Linked DNA regions of Mus musculus: all the other regions are linked to region 1. Evidence: chromatin contacts called from public HiChIP or PLAC-seq and Micro-C data. All regions are on one chromosome and are shown on one strand. Each heading gives the region's core, a stretch centred on a gene start, on an enhancer-like site or on the middle of the called end of the contact. The rest is flanking DNA. Distances are from core to core; before and after follow the strand shown. Region 1 overlaps Wwox (WW domain-containing oxidoreductase). Region 2 has its middle 270 kb from the start of Gm39256. Region 3 has its middle 250 kb from the start of Gm39256.

Region 1 (4,425 bases), core at 472-2,971:
CCCGCTTTGCTGCCGTATAAACAGAAGTCGGGCAGACCTAACATAATGTATGGGATTCAAAAGGATATTTAAGAGGGGTGGGGAACACACAGGCTGAGGGCCCACAGCCATCAGAATGCTGACCCATGTTCACCGGCCCATGCTGTCCTTTGCTGGGTGGGTTATAATAGAAACCAGTAAAGCTAAGTAGAGGTGGGGGGGGGGGTGGGGGAGGGCAGAGTGCCGAGGAGGGCTGCCTTTAACCGCAGTTTTGTCTGCCCCTGAGTACTTTTCAGCACCATTCCTACACCCCTGGGCCAATGGAAAATGAGAAAGAGTCAAAGCCGGACTGGCAGACATGAATGGATTCTCTGTTAACCCCGGGAATTCTTCTTGAAGGAGAATCCAGGATTCTGGTTTATGATTTTTGTGTTGCCAGACACTTTAATTGATTTGTTAATGAGCCCCAAAGTCTCAAGACTTCTGTGAGCGAAAGGCAGTTTGGAGTGAACGCTATGTTACAGTTGAGGTAGTAGGTACTGTTCAAACAGCTCTTGCTTTGAAGGCGTGGTCCCAAAATAATACTCAGAGGTGGAGCTTCGGAAAATAATTGGATCATTAACGGCTCTGGCTGGCTTAATCATCAGGCTAATTCACTGATCGATTCATACTTTGACAACTTTATGGGGAAGCAAAAGAGACTAGAAGATTAGACCTACTTGGGCTAGGCAGATACTAGGGAGCATGGCTTTGAAGGTCACACCCTGACTCTGACCCCTGTCCCAGCGCCATCCCCCGTCTTGCTGCTTCCTGACCTCCATGAAGTGAGCAGCCCTGACCCTGAGGTGGCAGCTAGAAGCTAGCTGAGTCACCCTGGGTTAGCACTGGGACCCGGTCAAACAAAATCAGGGTCCTTATCTCTTAGAAGGATCTGCTATGGGGACAAAGAGGATGCAGACCACAGACACCCAGATGGCTTACAAAATGCAGCTACAAGTTCTTCAATAGTCTTCCCACCAGGAAGTAGAGCCTTATGTCCCCCTGCATTGAATCCCAGTGTGCCAGGGATGGTAAACTCACTATAAGGTCTCCTCATATGGTGAGAGGAAGTGGCTTCCTGTGATGTCCAAGGTCAGTCGGAGAAGACCTTGCCATGGCAGCTATGAGGTGTACGCCCTACAAGATCCAACCTCTCTAAGACCACCACGCTAAAGAAGCCAGAGGCGGAGCCCCCCACTTAGCCACTCATGCAGTAAGAAAGGTAATTATGGGCTAGCCCACCCACCAATCACCCCGTGACCTTTGCCCCATAGCCAACAGATTGAGAGACAAAGCAATCCCTACCCCCCCCCCCAAAAAATTGAGCCAGAAAATGATGGGATTTAATAAAAACAAAAACAAAAAAATGCATTGGTTGTTGTCTACTAGTAGCACGTGGGGCGCTTTGTAACTCGGGAACAGATAAATGACAGGGGCCAGACTCCAGGGATGTCGAGATAAAATGAAACCATATACACTACATTCCCAGTACACAGCGGGCTCTCGGCAGCGGCGGATGTCAGATCACGTCCCATTCCTGGTGACAATAGACTTGATTGCCTTTCAGTTTCACTGCCTATTTTTATACTGTGCGACGCTAAATCGTAAATTACAAGCAGCTTAGCAGCCTCTGATTCCTACCCAGCACTCTGGGTTTTATTGGGCTCTCAAAGTTAGAGAAAGGCGCACATGGAAATTGGAGCGGCTCCTCTGCTCTCCTCTAGGGGCTCTGGAAGGAGGTTCTTCAGCCGGAAACTCCTAGCTTCTGACCGTGCTTCGTGCCCCCCCACCCCCACCCCTCAACTTCCACTCCCCGGTGGCAGGCACACCACGGTGAACAGGGGGCTTTCTGCCGGGAAGTTTGCAAGCGTTTTTTCTGAGCAGTATTGGTTTTCTTTTTTCTAGCCGGCGTAGATTTGTGAGCTGCAATGTGTTCCTGCAGGAAGGAGGCAAGCAGCCTCCCTTGGCAAGTCTCACCATGAAGTTATTTCTCGGATCCGCATCTAGAATTGGTTGTATAACTTGGTGATTGCCAGAAAGCATTTGGGAGCCAGATGGGTCTTGGCATGAACCCTGGCTCTTTTCCTTCCAGATGGAGAGAACTTGGGGGCAGATTTTTGTTAAAAAAAAAAAAACAAAACAAAACAAAAGGAAAAAAACCTCAGTTTACACTTTTGAGAAATGGGACTAATCATAGTGCCCTCTGGTAGTGCATTTGGGAAGCCTCAACTAGGTAAATACTCGAGGCCCTGCTCGAAGTCGGAGCTCACAGTCATTTTTCTGCTAACAGGAATCCTCATCGCTGGAGGCTACCCCGGCGAAAGTTGTTGGACTTGGCTCAGAAAAGCATAAGACGCCTGTGAGATTAGAAATTCGGATACAGAACGAACAGCATGCTGGTGTATACTAGACACTCCGGAAGCCCGGTGGCCTGCTACCGAACGCATTTGCTGCTACTTCTCGTAAAGCACGCCCCCCCCCGTTTTCCTGAGACCCCCCCTCTGCGGGATAGATGATGGCCATTGGTATTTACAATGAAGAGCAATCATTCAGCGTCTGGATGGAGGGCTCACCCAAGAGCTGCTAAACAGAAAGCTCTCATCTCTGTTTTCTCATCTTTAATACAAACTCCCATCCTCCATCTCCCTTCCTCCAGCCTCCAGCCTAATTCTGAACACCCCCACCCCCACCCCCACCCCCGGTAATGAACATTAGCTGGGAGGATGCTCTGGAAAAGCCGAGCTGGAAAAAGTTTCTCTGGAGCCCCACTGCCGCAGTCATTACATAACCAGCTCCCTCCAGCAGCAGCCTGAGGTTCGCTGTGGAGATGCTTCCATTTGTAGCCTCTCCAAGTTCCTCTGGTGCAGCGGCCCCCTCCTTCCAAGTCCCTTCCCCTCCTCTCTCTTCATGCCTGAGGTCTGGCTCCACTGGAAGCCACCCCCCCCACACACACACACACGCCACTCGCTCATTTTTTTCCACATAATATACTGCAGTTTATTACATAAGTGATTTATTGCATGCGTCTTAATGTATAAGGGGCAAAAAGTTGTTTAAAATAAATCCAACTGAGAGGATAATCTCTGTGGGCAAAATGTACTTGGACTTAATTTCTCTACTGGGTATTATACACTATATAATTGCCTTAAACAGAAGCTGCACACACAAATTTAGCTTGGCACCGATATCTGGCTACACGGAACACTCAAGTTACACGCTGGGTTTTTCTACAAATCCTTTGCTCCCCCGGAAGAAAACTCAACAGCATCCCTTAAAGAAATATTCAGCCTGACTCTCCCGCTGAGATTGGGAGGGGGAGGGTAGAAGAGCAGCCCATTGTATCCTGGATGGAAGGGGTGGGAGGCCTTTGTCTTGAGAGAGAGGGCAAGGCTGCCAGCTTGTCACTGGGCAGATCTGGTTCCTGGAATTCTGTAGCCCCCTCACTGGCCCTGGACATGGGATATGCACTTAATTAAAGTTGATGGTGGCTTGCCCTTCTTTCTCCTACAGATTAATTAATTAATGTATTCATTGACTCCCTCATGCATTTATTCATTCTACAAATACTCTCTGAGCTGCTCTTGAGCCCTTGGGCGGTGGTGGGTCCTGGGAATAGGAGAGTGAGCCACACACTGTTCCTGCCCACACCTAATGAGGAGACAGGCCGTACGTAATTAAGCTGTCCTACCACACACCTTAAGTGTGACAGGACAGGCTGTTGCGAGAAGAATGGGTACGTGGTGCTCTGAGGGCCTGTAGAAGACAGAGAAAAGTTTCAAGGGAATGGCTTGAGCGGGTGTTAGTTAGCCTTTGCTGCCGTAAGGAATACACCCAAATTTAGATGCTCAAGGCAACTCTGCTCTTTATGATCGAAGTGGTCAGGAGTCCAAATGTATCCTTAAATCCATGTATCTGGGAATCAGGCTCCTGATAGAAGGCATAGGAGAGAATCTGGTTCACGGCCTCTTTTGGCTTCTAGAAGTTACTGGCCTTTCTTAGCACATGCCCCTCCCTCCATCTGCAGAGCTGATGAGGTCCAGTCTAATCCTTTGCCTGTGCAATTCCCTGTGATTCAACAGCATCTCTCTTCCCCACTGTAGGAAACTGGTGAGAAAATCTGGCCCACCAGGCCATTGAGAATCATCTCCCACGCTGAAGGTCGGCAGGTGAGCGACCTTCGTTTCTTCTGTCACTTCAGTTCCCTGTTTGCAATCTTAAGATACTCAACAGGATCTGGGCATTATGACATGGACATTGTTGGTAGCCCTTATTCGACCTACCACAAAGAGGACATAAAGAGTAAGAAGGAAGATGGGGAATATCACAGGCAAAGGTGGGGTGTGGCATTGATGAGGAATTGCTGAGATACATCCAGGAACCCAGCTAACGGGATGGAAGAAGCAGGCA
Region 2 (4,539 bases), core at 971-3,470, 220 kb before region 1:
ATATGTAAGTGAGCATCACTCTTATTTTCATTTAAAACAATGCAAATGAAAAACAAATAATGCCTTAAGTCGGACAGAAGCCTGGGCACTCTGCCAACTCCAGGCATTCATAGAGGGTGGGCTGAGGGAGGGAGAAGCTAAGACTTTCTGGTTCTGGGTAAAGTCTAGCTGTCAGCACGGGCCCAGGATCCAAGTTCTAGACGTCTTCATGGCTTCAGAATTGTGGTGTGCACGATCACAACATGATCACAGCAATCAAAGCTGGACCAAGAAGAGGTCCCCTCAGGCTTCCATGGGGACTGGATAATCACCACCCAGTGTGACAATTCCCAATGTCCTATTTAGACCCTACCAAAACTCCCAAAGTAGGGCTTATTAATGTGTTGTGTGGGAATGTTGAGTAGACCTTCTGGCACCACAGACAGCTCAGTGGGCTAAGAGCTTGCCTGCCACTCAAGCCTAGTGATCCAGGTTCAGTCCCTCAACCCATGTAAACATTCAAGGGGAAACCAACTCCACAATGGGGCCCTCTGGTCCCCATTCCCCCCCACACACACATGTCAGACACATAAGGATAATATTTTTTATGCTTTTAAAAATAGACTTCCCATTATAGAGCAACAAAACCAGTGGGAAAACCAGAGTCTCCTTAGATATCCTATCCTCATTCATTTTTATTTTTATACCCTGGCACAGTGGAAGAAACTGAGGCATAGACCGTAGAGCAATTTTCTCTAAGTAACTTTCAGAGAGAAGAAGGAAAGGGAGCCTCTCTACTTAGTCAAGGTCATTGAAAATCCCAATTTGGGTCTGCTGGTAAAGTTTTAATGGTACTCGATCTTATGCATCCTTTTGTACCAGCCTATGTCTGTGCTTCCTGCCAGGAAGGCAGAACTAAGTAGTTGTGACATTGACTATATGGGACACAAAGCCGAAAACAGTCACTGTTCAACCCATTACAGAACAAGTCTGTTTTTTAGAAGCGTACTTAGCTTATGGGATGGTCTTGCTCCACTATTGTTAGATGTATGCAGGCTGGGATGAAATGGACCAGTGAGTCAGGAAGGATGCTAATTTTAATCGAGGGATTCTTGATTCTTCTGTAAACTGGAGTGACTTGCTTTAAAGGTTTTCTGAAGTTAGGCATCTGGAGGATATTTCATTTGAAGAGATCCATGTGTGATACACACACAGACGGAAGGAGAGAGAAACAGAGGGAGGGACGGAAAAAACAGGACGGAGAAAGAGAGAAAGGATGGTACTTAGCTTTAAACATCAAGGTTTTGCTCATAGGAATAATAATAATAAATATTCATGATGAAGATTATGTGTGAATCTAGGCATAATAAATAGAAGACACAGTCTATTCTTAATGTGTACTGAGGAAGGGGGCACACACCTGTGTGTGTACAGGCAGGGGCCAAAGGAGTACACTGGGTGTCCTACTCTGTGGCTTCCCTCTTTATTCCTTGGGTACAGGGCCTCCTACTGAACCCAGAGCTGATCTGGAAGCCATCAAGCCTGCATGATCCTTCTGCCTCCTTCCTACAGAGTGCCTGGGTTATGGACGCATGCATACCCATGCTTGCCTGTCTTTTCATGTTGGTAGTAGGGATTCAAATTCAGATCCTACGTGCTTGCATAGAGACCCTTCTTACCCACTGAGCTGTCTCTGCAAGCCCTGGTCTACTCTATTAAAATCAATTGTGTGTAAATCTGCCCCATCAGACCTGCCTATTTAGCCTCATTGAGATTGAGGCTTGCAGCTGTAGGGCTGTTGGGAATGATCCCAGTTCTGGTCTCCACAATGGTGATGATGGGCTTTGCAATTAGAATCTTAGCATTATTGGAATGAAATACAATCAGGGGCCACCCACAGTGCAGTTCAGTTAGGACCGTCTTGGTTTCGGTCCTGAAAAACACCCAGTCTTGGGGAATCCCTTTATTGCAGGCAACAAGACTCGCTGGTCACCCTTGCATTTCTAGCCCAAGAAGAGGTGAGCTGATGACCTGGGTTGGTAGAATCATCACGTCACAGATTTTTTTTCAAACAGAGCTTATTATTTGGTTGAGGCCCTCAGCAGGCTTGCTTGGATGGGATCCCAGATTCTCTATAAATAGACAGGAAATGTTCGGGAGCCTCAGAGCTGGGCTCTTCACCACTGAATGATACGTTGTCACACCCTCTCTCTGTCACTCAGAAGAACAGTCTCCCCCAAGCACCAGAAAGAGACATGGCCCGTGATGTACTGGAAGCAAAAGCAAGATGCAAAGCAAGAGAATCTTCAGGGTTTAGCTCAAGTCCCTCATTCTGTCACAGGCAAAGAAGTTGTGTTTCTCTGTGGCCTCTTAAGGGACTGAAGGCAGCAGTATAGTTAAACACTCAAAACAACTACAACTCTCCGTGGATCGTCTCAATCAGAGGCCTGGATACCAGCTGGTGCAATTTGACTGAAAGCCCCCTTTTCTTTGTCTGGCCTTCTATGCAAGGATAATACAGCCCTGAGAAATATTTGCTCAAGGCATGAAGGAGGAGGCACCAGGCAGAACTACAATGTCTCCATACTCTCTAGGGGAGGGAGAATCTGCAGCCACTTCTGGCCAGAGAACTGAGAACGATGTTTTTTAAATTGGTGGGTACACGGCAATGGTGATTTATTGCAAACTGGAAGCAGGGTGATGAGATGGCGAAGACACAGGGCTAATGCAGTTCACACAGAAGCTCAGGCCAGATAGCTGAGGTGGGGGGTGGGGGAACCTGTCACCTCTGGGGCGTGTGTGTGTGTGTGTGTGTGTGTGTGTGTGTGTGTGTGTGTGTGTGTTTAAGTCACTTACCAAACTCTTATTAAGCACCAGCTTCTTCAGGTCTGGCACAGTTCAGAGTTTGGCAAGGAGCAGAATCACATGGGGTTACAGATGTGCGGAATTCAGGATGGTGGAGAAGGCAGATCCTGCGGCAGATACCGTTATAATGGGAGAGAGAAGGAAACCGGGATGGGAAGAAGGGAGGGAGGGAGGAAGGAAGAAAGGAAACAGGAGGTGGTGTGTTAAGGTCAAAGGAGGGAAGCAGACATAGAATCAAGGAGACCAGGTTTACAGAAGAGCAGGCAGCTCCTCTATAGAAGAATATTTAAACCGAAGAGGGTTTTTTTTTTTTTTAAGGCAAGTCCTGGGAGGTTGCAAGCCAGTCATTTAAAGAAAGGATTTTAGAACTTCTGGGTAGTGCAAACTTTAACAAAACAACTCTTACCAAATCGGTGCTCTATGTCCCTCTATGATAAATGACCAATAGAGCTGATTATTTTAAAGACAAATTTGTTTTGGGTCACCCACAGGAATGACCCATCTTCATAGCTGTGTGCGGTTTGTGCACCCAGCTGTGCAACTTTGTTAAGAGTCCAAGGTCTGGGTGCTGATTCCAGCCTCTCTGAGCATCACCTGCGGCTTAAGAAGCAGGAACGGGCAGCATCTATGAAAGCTCACCCCCATGTCTGAGAGCCCCATCTTCAGCAGTATGCAACGTAGGCGACTGAGCAGGAGCAGAATAAAGTGAAAATGAGATACGAAGGATTGAGGCAGAGCCACGCGATGGTTAAGTTAATCTTCAGGGGAGGGAAAACATGTCAGAGAATGTAAACCAGAACGGCCCAGCCCTGGTACAATTCTGCAGAGGGAATTAAATTCCTATGGAAAAACAAGGCTTCTGATTAGGGAAGGATTTGACTGCATAGAAAAATCTGGAACATTGGTCTATTAAAAATACTTGTAAAACCAGGGGAATCATGTAAGAAATTAGAGAGCTAAAAGAAGTGGGGGAGCTCAGGCTGTTGGAAATATAGTTATTATTTCAGATGCCGGATCATATTAGCAAGACCGTAAGGAAGAGAAAATTGGCTTTGAATTCTGTAAAGCACCGTTTGTGATCAGGTAGCACATTTAATTCAAAGCAGCCGTCTTAACGCTTTGTAGGTAACTCTTTAAAAAAGAGGAAGAAGAAATCCGAGGGCTGAAGATGTAGCTAGTGGTAAAATTCTGGCCTGGTGCTCAAGAAAGACCCAAGAAACCCAGTCCTTGCACCAGGCACCTCCTAACTGCCTGCCGGCAAGTGCAGTTACTTAGGGGGATGCGATGCTTCTGGCCTCCCCATCTGCCTCCTAAACTCACATGTATGAACTGTCAACACACACACACACACACACACACACACAAACACACATACACACAATTTAAGATACAGTAATCTTTTTAAAATCTCTATGTATCAGGAGAAATTCAGATTAGCAAAAAGTATCTATTTCCATGTCAAGCATACCAGAAACTGGAAAATAAGCAGAGAGAATCCAGGTTAGAATCTCAATGGGATCTATATCTATATCTATATCTATATCTATATCTATATCTATATCTATATCTATATCTATATCTATATCTATATCTATATCTATATCTATATCTATCTATATCATCTATATCTATATCTATATCTATATCTATATCTATATCTAATCTTACACACACACATTTAAAATGGGAAGCAAA
Region 3 (4,748 bases), core at 1,393-3,892, 230 kb before region 1:
TATGGACTATAATTGAGTGAAATAAATCTTTCCTCTTTAAGCTCCTGAGATGCTGAGGATCTACTGACTATGCAGTGAGTTATACTTGTAAAGTCTTTTCATTTCCATGGGGATTTGCATTGTAGTTATAGAGACAGCCTTGTGGCCAATCATTTGGAATCATGAGTGTTGTACTCATGTCCACTGAGGGCCACCAGATGCTTTCCTGTGCTCTAATCCAGAAATGTACCCCTCCTTAGAGACCCCCCAAAATGTGTCATCCTTGCAATTTCCTGTGGATATTTCTATTTCTTCCACACAACACCTTTATAAGCATCACTAGTGTACACAACACCTTTATAAGCATCACTAGTGTATACCATTCTCAGCAAAGCGGGGACCAGATCTGATTCAGTGCCTACTGATTCCTGTCTACTCTCAACTGTGATAGCTGGTCTTGGTTGTTAACTTGACTACATCTGGAACTGACTAAAATCCCAGAGGTTTGGTGCACCTATAAGAGATATTTCTTAATTAAATAACTTTGAAGTTGGAATACCCACCTTTAATGCAGATCTTTGAAGGTGCAAAGATGCACCCTTAATCTGGGCCACACATGGTGACGGCTTTATATTTTAAAGGACATGGAAGAAAGAAGCCATTGTTCTTTGCCTTCTTGCTCTTACTTGCACTAGCAGGTTAATTCCTTCTCTGGCATTAAAACCTACTTCTTCAGGTCTCCAGTGTATATTGAAGACCATCTGAGACATCCGACCTCATGGACTCTACAACTACCTGGTTTTTGGACTTTCTGCTGGTAGACAGCCAGACAGCCATTGTTGGACTAGCTATACCACAGGCTATAAGCTACTGAAAAGGGGGGGGGAGGGAAGAGGGGGAGAGAGAGGGAAACGAAGAATAGATGGCAAATAGATAATTAGATAGATAAATAGATAGATATTCATTCTATTGGTTCCATTCCTCTAGAGAAATTCTGCTAAGTATACCCAATCACATTGTCCTTCATATTCCAAGGTGAAGAATTTGTTTGAAACCTGGATGTTTAATTCTTTATTATTATTATTAGTAGTAGTAGTAGTAGTAGTAGTAGTAGTAGTAGTAGTAGTAGTATTCACTTTATATCCTACTCACTGCCCCCCTTCTCGTCACCCCTTCCCCAGTCCTTTCCCTTTCCCCATCTCCTTCTCTTCTGAGAGGGTGGGGGCCCCCTGTATATCTCCCCACCCTGGTACATTGAGTCTCTGCAAGACTAGGCTCATCCTTTCCCACTGAAGCCAGACAAGGCAACTCAACTAGAAGAACATGTCCCACAGACAGGCAGCAGCTTTTGGGATAACTCCTGCTCCAGTTATTCAGAATCCACATATGTAGCAGATATGAAGGAGAGGGCTAGGCTAATGCTTCGGTTTCTGAGAGTCGTAAGGGTTCAGGCTAGTTGACTCTATTAGACTTCCTGTGGAGTTCCGATCCCCTTCACGGCCCAAAATCCTTCCCCCAGCTCTTCCATAAGAGTCCCCCAGCTTCACCCGCTGTTTGCCTGTGGGTGTCTCATCTATCTGAGTCAGCTTCTGGATGGAGCCTCTCAAAGGACAGCCATGCTAGACTCTTGTTTGCAAGCATAACAGAGTATCATTAATAGTATCAGGGATTGGTGCTTGCCCACAGGATGGGTCTCAAATTGGGTCGGTTATTGGTTAGTCATCTGGATGCTTAATTCTTTTACTGTGGGCATTTTTTAAAAATTGGGTCTTTAAGTTTTGTTTTTGTTTACTTTCAATCACTCTTTAGGATAACATGTAAAATTGAAAAGTTAATTATTATATACAATGAGAAACTCATCACCATAGATGGGCAGAAGATACAGATCTTACATAGAGAATTTTTTCCTGAGGAACAACTCTAGCCCATTTGTTCTCTGCAATATCCCCTTCTCTCTGCTCCTCCCCCCCCCACACACACCTCATTGTCACCAAAGACACTCCTCTGGCCTCTCTGGTTACTCATTCTTTGTCTCTGATAATCTAGTCCTCAACTCCCCTGCATGAAACTGTTTATTCTAGACACATTGACAACCTGTCTCCATTAGGGTTATGGAACGGATGGGTCAAGATTAGAGACCCGGTTGACTGAAGACAGAAGAGTCTGAAAGCTCACTCATTTCTTGGTCCAAGGGCAGGAAGGCAAGACCCAGGTGAACATATCACAATACTTTACAAGGGGGACTGATGGATGCATAGGGGGCTGATATTCAGAAACAAAGTCTGGCCATTTCCAACTACTATACATTTGACCATTTTATGTTAAAGAGGTAGAATTTTATTTATTTTGCCAATGAAAATTGTGTGTGTGTGTGTGTGTGTGTGTGTGTTTAATTCGAATGACACTCATCATTATCCACACACCACTAGACACTTTGACTCCATTGTTCTCCGTGGCACATTGGGAAATTCACTGAAGTAGAAAGAGACAAACCTGATCTTAGGTTTTTCAAAGAGCTTCCTCAAGAGTCAATTTCAATGGAAGATCAAAGATTAGTCATAGGCAAATTCTGGTTCCCACAGCTTCCCTTCCTCCAAGTTTCCCCATTGACCCTACAAGCCTATGAATAGTATCAGAGGGGAGGAACTGGTGGTCAGACATGAATGAAGCAATGGTCCCACTCTTCCAAAAGGCTCATGGCATGTGCCTGATGGAAGTTCTTCTTGGAGTGACCACAGACTGAGGACATGATTCAGTTGATAAAGTGTTTGTCTTCTGAGTGTAGGGAGCTGAGTTTTATCTCTAAAACCCATGTTTAAAATGACAGGCATAGTAGCTAACACTCATAATCTCAACCCTGGAGAAGGGAAGGCAGGAAGATACTTGGGAATACAATGTGCTGTCCTCATTAACAACAAGTTCTATACCAGTGAGAGACCCTACCTCAAAGAAATGATGTGGACTTCTGAGGAATGACACCTGAGATTAATCTTTGACCTGTACATATGTGCACACATCTGTACCAGCATATACATGAGCACACACATGTACAGCTACACACACAAAGAAAGGGCATGGCTTAAAATGTTTTGTCCCATAATCAGCTTCCAAATGCTGACACCATTGCCTACACTAGCAAGATTTTGCTGAAACGACCCAGATATAGCTCTCTCTTGTGAGACTATGCTGGGGCCTAGCAAACACAGAAGTGGATGATCACAGTCAGCTATTGGATGGGTCACACGGCCCCCAATGGAGGAGCTAGAGAAATTACCCAAGGAGCTAAAGGGAACTGCAACCCTATAGGTGGAACAACAATATGAACTAACCAGTACCCGGGAGCTCTTGTCTCTAGCTGCATATGTATCAAAAGATGGCCTAGTCGGCCATCACTGCAAAGAGAGGCCCATTGGACTTGCAAACTTTATATGCCCCAGTACAGGGGAATGCCAGGGCCAAAAAGGGGGAGTGGGTGGGTAGGGGGTTGGGGTGGTGGGTATGGGGGACCTTTGGGATAGCATTGAAAATGTAAACGAGGAAAATACCTAATTAAAAAAAAAAAAGAAAAAATGTTTTGTCACAAGATGGGTTAAAGAGCAAACCATATGCAAAGGGCTCAGCTCATTCTTTGAGGCCACTGGGATGTTCAAGGGCAAGCAGCTGTTGAATTCCTCTGTCAGGTGCCATATACTAAGGTTGTTCAAGACCACACTTGCTTTATTTTCTTTGACTTTTGAACTAGGATAGAAAGCTCGGATTCAGGGTGTAACCTTGCAGTTTATTGCTCTCTGGTCTTAATCCCCCACCCCCAAGATTCTACTTCCTTTTCAGTTCTCTTGAGTCTCTTCGACTCAAGTGTGGTTGGTGTGTCTAGTTTGCCTATCAGTGATCATAGAACTCTTGCCATGTACAAAGCTTATCTGTAGGCATCATCTTGTCAGATGAAACACACGTCTAGGTACCAGAATCCATCATTCAGGAGACCAGATGGAAAATAGTGATGGAAGCACCTAGAAATGGCACTGGTACCCCAAATTGCATGCACATGAAATCACCTGCTGCCTGTTTTGCATGCTATCAGGGAGATCAGACACAAGGTTCTAGTTGCCTGGCAATGAACCCCCAGGAAGCTGCACACTAAGCTTAAGGGAAAATGAGTGAAAAGTATGTGTTCCAACCCTCTCCACGGCCAAACACAAAACAACAGGCTCAAAACGCTGTGGTTTAAAGTGCAGCACAGACAAAATGACCAAGAGTAGCTTAAGGAAAAAGAAGAAAAAAACCCACCCGAACAGAATAAAGAGTGAGAAGCCTACAAGGGAATATTTATTGATACAAAGCAACAAAGTACATTTCAGAACTGTACTGTCTAAGCCCTGTTGGACCTAAACTCTAAACATGCCTAGATCTTCTAAAGAAGAGAATACAGAGAAATAACATCTTCTTTAAAACAGCCAGACATGAGGCGGGAGACATGGCTTGGTCAGTAAAGTACTTACCAAGCAAGTATAAAGACGTGAGTTCAGATCCTTGGCCCTCACATAACGAGTCTTGCTGAATACGTGAACTCCAGTTTCGGAGAGATCTCTCTCTCTCTCTCTCTCTCTCTCTCTCTCTCTCTCTCTCTCTCTCACACACACACACACACACACACACACACACACACACACACAAAGAGAGAGAGAGAATAATTAATGAAAACACCTTACACATACACGTGAAAAACCATCATATATACACACATCATATATACACACATCATATATACA

Evidence for each region. Hi-C and Micro-C count contacts between places; a contact is called where the count stands out from the background. HiChIP or PLAC-seq counts read pairs in DNA pulled down with a chosen protein or histone mark.
Region 2: a Micro-C map of stem cell-derived neural progenitor cells shows a contact between it and region 1, with 4 times the contacts expected there. The contact joins two enhancer-like sites. A contact is called at or near these places in 1 of 484 Hi-C or Micro-C datasets (stem cell-derived neural progenitor cells) and 2 of 115 datasets of contacts at active chromatin or transcription factors (bone marrow-derived macrophages and embryonic stem cells).
Region 3: a contact with region 1 is called in an H3K4me3 HiChIP or PLAC-seq map of bone marrow-derived macrophages, with 4 times the contacts expected there. The contact joins two enhancer-like sites. A contact is called at or near these places in 3 of 484 Hi-C or Micro-C datasets (CD4 T cells, cerebral cortex and myocytes) and 4 of 115 datasets of contacts at active chromatin or transcription factors (bone marrow-derived macrophages, fetal liver, memory CD8 T cells and 1 more).

The regions. Positions count from the first base shown.
Region 1 is chr8:115,157,392-115,161,816 of GRCm38.p6, reverse strand. The region is part of intron 8 of Wwox (WW domain-containing oxidoreductase); the gene reads right to left. Among named protein-coding and RNA genes, the nearest start is that of Gm39257, 200 kb to the right of the region's middle. Within about 2 kb of position 1,721, at least 143 of the 459 cell types and tissues checked have an H3K27ac peak or open chromatin away from gene starts, as enhancers often do. A contact at or near this core is called in bone marrow-derived macrophages and stem cell-derived neural progenitor cells, where this site is marked.
Region 2 is chr8:115,373,097-115,377,635 of GRCm38.p6, reverse strand. No RefSeq gene overlaps it. Among named protein-coding and RNA genes, the nearest start is that of Gm39256, 270 kb to the left of the region's middle. Within about 2 kb of position 2,220, at least 27 of the 459 cell types and tissues checked have an H3K27ac peak or open chromatin away from gene starts, as enhancers often do. A contact at or near this core is called in stem cell-derived neural progenitor cells, where this site is marked.
Region 3 is chr8:115,390,400-115,395,147 of GRCm38.p6, reverse strand. No RefSeq gene overlaps it. Among named protein-coding and RNA genes, the nearest start is that of Gm39256, 250 kb to the left of the region's middle. Within about 2 kb of position 2,642, at least 4 of the 459 cell types and tissues checked have an H3K27ac peak or open chromatin away from gene starts, as enhancers often do. A contact at or near this core is called in bone marrow-derived macrophages, where this site is marked.